2 separate regions of the Hordeum vulgare genome follow, and region 1 is linked to region 2. Evidence: chromatin contacts called from public Hi-C data. All regions are on one chromosome and are shown on one strand. The core of a region is the stretch at or near the end of the contact, and the rest is flanking DNA. Distances in the headings are between cores, read along the strand shown. Region 1 holds the start of LOC123430281 (ethylene-responsive transcription factor WIN1-like). Region 2 holds the start of LOC123426723 (ribonuclease P protein subunit p25-like protein).

Region 1 (3,090 bases), core at 83-2,582, 400 kb before region 2:
TTTTTGGCAAACCGTTTAATCAAGATTTGTTTTCAGCTCACGATGGTTGGATCCTTCGGGCGCTGGTTGTGGTTTCTTTATTCCGTGGGGGTTTCTGTATCACTGGTCATTTTCAATGTAGTCTGGGGTCATTTCCGCAAAAAAAAGAATCAACTTTCAAGTTTATCGAAATTGCTACAATCGGACTGAATAGTGTTGGCTTTTAGTTTAATACTCCCTCCATCCCAAAATTTTTGACTTAGATTTGTCTATATATAAATGCATCTAATCACGTTTTAGTATTTAGATTCTTCCGTTCCTAAACAAAGCTAAGGCAAAAAATTTGAAACGGAAAGAGTATTAGTGAATGGGGTTGCAAACAATATTTGTAATGAACAATCCTATAGCCACTTGTTATATTCTTTCCATTTCTGCATTAAAATATTGCATACATACCAAAAGTTGAACTGATGGTTATAAATAATCTTCGCTTTGAATGCTACGATGAGTCTAGATTAGGGATGGCACCCGCGGGGTTTGTATACGGGTGTAGCCGCCTCATACCTTTAGTCGTCCTTTCTGAGCTTACTCATCATCCTTATCCATATCCGTTAATAGGTATAATTTTTCGTTATATTAGGATAGACGGGTATCTGTAGATAAATTTATCCATGTTTGCAAAGTATCAAATTGAGCAACTCATGGTCATAAACAACAACATATAATCATAATCTATAACAACTGATTACAACAAAAACACATATTTAATAAAGAACATCACTTTCTCGTGAACAACAACACAACAAAACAACATCACAAATTCACTACAAAGTGTTTGCTATAGAGATCATTTGAGTTCACATAGATTTTACATGGATACATAGGTATATGGGTATGCGTTATAATCTCATACGCGTATCCACTCTATTCGATGTTTCAGATTTTATTTATTTATATAACCATGTGTAACTTTTTTATCATATTCTTACTCTCGTATGGTTTTTTACCCACATGATGTATGAGTAAGAGTAATGCATATCCATTGCCAACCCTAATTAATCCTACTAGTACTTGCGGTGAGTGGGTCCGACCCTAGAAGGTGCCAAAAATGAATGAGGAAACGATTGTTGTGAGCTTGCTGACGTATTTCTACCTTTCCTCCGTCATTTTCTTTTTATCTGCCCTCCGTCACCTTCTGACTTCTAGTAGAAGGGGTCAAAGCTCAAACTCAAGTCATAATATCCGTTGGCTGTCTCCAACCGTAAAAAGAGCAACCGTCCAAGGGCGCCATGAACACGCGGTTCCAAAGAAAAAGTTTCAGTTAAAGTTTTTCTCGCGGAGCGAGCGGGAAGAAGAGGCCAAGCGCCCAACCCTCTCGAAGTCCGGATCCTTAGCTGTTAAGCAGAGCAGTGCAGTGCTTCCCTAAGTCGGTTTCGCTTCGCTTGACGCTCCCTTTATTTATTGCACTTTCATGATGAAGCCCGATTTGCCTCCGCTGCACTGGTTTAATGGCTGCTTATTTAGACTAATATAAGCGATTGCTGGCTTAATCCGAGTTTGCTTCTTCTTCCGCGGTGCCTTGGTTGATCGCGTCGAGGTTTTGAGGAACGGGGAGTATAAATTGCACCCGACATGCTTCCCCTGCAAAACCTGATGTGTGTGTCTGAACGCGTGCGAACCTCCGGAGCAATGCTGACCCCGCCCACCACGTTGCCGGCGGCAGGGGCGCTCTCGGAGCAGGCTGAGACCGCGGCGATCGTGTCCGCCCTCACGCACGTCATCGCCAGCGGCCGCGGCCCGCCGGGGCCCTCGCCGCCGCTGGTCATGCCGTGCCGCCCGGGCGTCCAGCAGCTCGGCGCGTCGACGTCGTCCCAAGGAACAGAGCCGCCGCCGCGCAAGTATCGCGGCGTGAGGCGGCGGCCGTGGGGCAAATGGGCGGCTGAGATCCGTGACCCGCAGAAGGCGGCGCGAGTGTGGCTTGGCACGTTCGCCACCGCTGAGGACGCGGCGCGCGCGTACGACGCCGCCGCGCTCCGCTTCCGCGGGAGCCGCGCCAAGCTCAACTTCCCCGAGGACGGCGCGGCCGCCACCGCGCGTCGCGCCAGGGACGCGGCCACGGCCGCCGCGGCGGCGTCCTCGAAGCCGGCCGCGCTGCTCGAGTCGCAGGACGGCGACGTCATGGACTACATGGACTACTCCAAGATCCTCGCGGAGCCGGAGCCGAGCAACGTGATGGGCCGGCTCCTGGGCAGCGACGGGAACGGACGGTTCCTGGGGTCGTGGAGCATCGGAACGTCGCCGACGTCGTCTGCGTCGAGCACGTCGCTCGCCGGGGCCGGACCCGCCTCCGCTCCTCTGTTTCATTGCGGTAGCGGCTTGAAGCAGAGCAGTGAGAGCTCTTCGCATAGGGGTTACTAGCCAAGCCAAAGGTTATCAACCTCATTCCTGCCTCATAATAAACGAGCAAAAGGAGAAGACCGACGAAATTCCCGCCTTTCGGAGCGCGTCGTACTACCGCAGATCGTGATGGTGGTTGGGGGCCCGGCGAAGGTCACTTTCTTGGACGGGGATTAAGACGAGCCAGGGCCGAGAGATGTGGAACTTTGGGTTCAATTGCGTTCATCAGGAAGCAACTAAGGACGAAGGTTTAGATTTTCTTTTAGTAAAAACATTCTTCTAGTGCCATGCAGGTTCTTGGTTTCTATTGAGGTCATTTCCTAAACTGAAGCTCTCTAACTCAGGTAGCTGGCAATGTTACTAGAGCTAGATAGTATTCATTTTAAATTTACTTGCAGGAGGAAATAAATCATCTGTAATGAATAAGATGCATTAGTTATCCATTTATTCATAATGACTTGTTGTGTAGAAATGTGTTGTATGGGCTAAGACCCTGTTTTTTGACTTTTGCTTATGCTTTTCCAGCTTCTCCACTTTGACCAAAAAGCCATAAAATCTTAAAATCTCATAAGTAGGTGATTTTGGAGCTTCTATGGTTTTTGGAACCAAATATTGTTATATTAATTTATCAAAAGTCATGAAAGCTCCAAAAGCATCTATTTTAGGAGCTTTTATGGCTTTTTAGTCAAAGTGAAAAAGCTAAAAAACAGAAGT
Region 2 (2,999 bases), core at 216-2,715:
CCACCGACGACCATTAGCTTCTTGAGCTTCTTCTCCTTTGCGGCTTTCGCTTTGACGCGGTGAGTTTGCCGTGTAGCCGAGCCGACCTTTGGGGGGAGCACGATGCTTGGATCCTCCGTCACCTTCATCTCCGACAGGTTTTCCTCCGGTTTCATGCATCGGTGGCGGAAGAAAAAAGAGGGTGAGTGAAAAGGACAAGAATTAGATGAAAAACGGCTCGAGATGAAAAAAGAGAGTGGAAGATTTTAACGCGGAAATAATACAATTTAATAAAACACGATCTCCGCCTTCTTTTTTGATGAGCCAGGGAGTTAGAGTCTCATGTTTATCGTGTTCGGACTCGTGTAAATCTCCACGTTTACTAAAAGGTAAACGTTTCCATCCGGCGCGCCGGCCGAATCGTTCGGCCGGTCGCGCGCGGGCCGCACGCCTCGCTGGCAGATGCTTGCAACATTTTTTCATCAAAATTGCTGCAACCGTGTATTTTTCTGATACAAACGTTTTCCATGCAGCTTTTTTTCAAGTGTAAATTTGTTGCAACCAGCGTCATTTTTGCTGCAAGCATTTTTTCCTACATTTGTCCAGTAAAAAAAGCTGCATATACGTTTGATTGCAACTCCAGTTCGTCGGATTTTTCGTTACAATCGATTTTTTTTTTACTTTTGTTATTACAACCGTGTTAATTTTTGCTCCAACGACGTCTTTTTTTGTTGCAACCGTTTACTAAAAAAGTTACATAGACGTTCACGTAGATATTTGTTACAACCGGCGTTTGACTTTTGCTACCACGCACCATCAGCTTTTTTTTTGCTACGATCACGTAGATATATTTTTTGCTATAATTTTTTTTTTTTTTGCAAGCGTTGAAAAAATTATTGCATTGCGTTAAAATTTTACTGCATCGAAAAAAAAATGTTGCATGGAGATTCAATGATGCGGACGCGTGTGAGTTGGTGGATCGTGCGGCCCGCGCGCGGTGGGCCGAAAGTTTGGGGACACGCCGAAGCAGAGCAGTGCCCTTACTAAAAACAATGGTCTGAACGGACCGATACAAACAAGTATCACCTTTGGAGATACCCTGACCGCACTAGACTTGAAATGATGTGTTTGACTCACGCTTGTACAAATTGATGATCTCTTGCCTCAGGCACGTTTGTACAAACTGAAATAAAACTCTCTTTTCCAAATCCAGAAAGAAAAGAAAAGAAAAGAAATACTCGCTGCCCACAAGATGTTGGATGAGCCCACAGATCACACGAACAAACACGCGTCATATACTGTCCATGTCCAGAAAGGGACAAATCCCTCTCTGACCACCATCGTCACCATCCGATCGCAGAACCGACGGTCCAGATCCCCCCGACGCGGACCAAGGAGCCACACACCCAACGCAGCACGCCGACCGAGCGTGCCGGGCCCGGACACCCAAAACCGGGTCCCTGTCGGACCAGGCCACCCCACGCGAACAAACCCTACCCTATCCGTCTCCGCTTGCTTCTCCTCCTCCCTCCTATATCAGCCACCGCGACTATCCCCACCGACCGCAACCACAGAGCACCCGTCGTATTCTGAGCTAGCGAGAGGGATTCGCGTCTGCGCGTCGGCGAACAAGGTTGAGGAGGAGGAGCGCCCATGGATCGCTACCAGAGGGTCGAGAAGCCGCGGGAGGAGGCGCCCATCGGCGCCAACGAGATCCGCATCACGGCGCAGGGCCGCACCCGCAACTACATCACCTACGCCCTCGCCCTGCTCCAGGTAACGAGCGCCGCCTTGCCTGTCGTCCCCATCCGCTCGCGGCCGTCGGTTCTAGCGAGCGGGAGGCCGTTTTTCCTTTTTTTTTCTGCCCGGCGATTTTTGGTTAGGGTTTAGTACGGGTTCAGTCCCGATGTTGGTTAGGTGATTAGGGCATCCAATCGCAAAGGTTTACTGTTCGAATGCTCTTGCGATTCGTTATCGTGCTATAGGCGCTGGTTTGACTAGTAGTGTTCGCTATGATATTGTGTACTACTAACGGAAGGGACCGCTTTCCGTACGATGGTTTGTTTATTGTTGTTGTTGATGGAATGGATGTCTAGGGATTATGCTTGATATGCAACTTTTTAGGAATCTACTGATTAGCTATACTACCTGATACTCGATTCGAGTTTGCTACCGTTGTGCACCAGGATGCTATTAATTTTGTGATCATCATTACTAGTATTACTGTTTTTTATGTGTGTGGATCTATACTATGCCAGTAAGATTCAATAGTCATTAGGTTGTCTTGTGGTTGAGTGGGTGAGTGTCTTCCTTGCTTGAATTTGTGCCCATTGCTCTTTGAAATTTTATAACGATAACCTTGGGCATATCTATGTATTTTATTAAGTACCTAAAGCACTTTCTGTCCCTTAACAGGAAGAAGCTACGGATGAAATTGTTATAAAGGCTATGGGAAGGGCTATCAACAAGACAGTGGCCATTGTGGAGCTTCTCAAGGTAGAACTAGTTCAAATTGCTAGTAAATACTACTTCCTCCGTCTCAAAATAAGTGTCTTAACCTTAGTACAATTTTATACTAGCGCTAGTACAAAGTTGAGACAGTTATTTTGAGACGGAGGGAGTACTTGATACACCTTGCAGTTATATCAAGTTAACATTTTTATGCTACATCTGAGCAGAGAAGGATTGCTGGACTCCATCAGAATAACTCAATCGAATCAATCAATATAACTGACACCTGGGAACCGTTGGAGGAAGGCCTTAATGTGTAAGTACTGGATTTATTGGCATAACTGCATAAGTACTACTTCCAGTTTAGGAAGTACGGTGTGTTCTGACAGAATTCTTGTATGACATCTTGACAGCCTTGAGACTACTCGCCATGTTTCCTTGATTACCATTACCTTGTCAAAGAAAGAGCTGGATACATCGTCTCCTGGGTTAGTAGCATCATCCTTCTCCTTTTTTTTATGCCTGATCAATATTTGGTGGGGAGTTGCAACTTGCATATAGTTTCTCGC

Evidence for each region. A called contact is a pair of places that touch in the nucleus more often than the background predicts.
Region 1: a Hi-C map of seedling shows a contact between it and region 2, with 1.7 times the contacts expected there. The contact joins the promoter of LOC123430281 here to the promoter of LOC123426723 in region 2. A contact is called at or near these places in 2 of 6 Hi-C or Micro-C datasets (leaf and seedling).

Annotation. Positions count from the first base shown.
Region 1 is chr2H:475,234,661-475,237,750 of MorexV3_pseudomolecules_assembly, reverse strand. It overlaps LOC123430281 (ethylene-responsive transcription factor WIN1-like), which reads left to right and starts at 1,332. Exons shown (of 1, transcript XM_045114155.1): 1 at 1,332-2,827. The coding sequence starts at 1,612. The coding sequence ends at 2,397.
Region 2 is chr2H:474,839,295-474,842,293 of MorexV3_pseudomolecules_assembly, reverse strand. It overlaps LOC123426723 (ribonuclease P protein subunit p25-like protein), which reads left to right and starts at 1,465. Exons shown (of 7, transcript XM_045110595.1): 1 at 1,465-1,755; 2 at 2,395-2,475; 3 at 2,658-2,746; 4 at 2,844-2,918. The coding sequence starts at 1,633.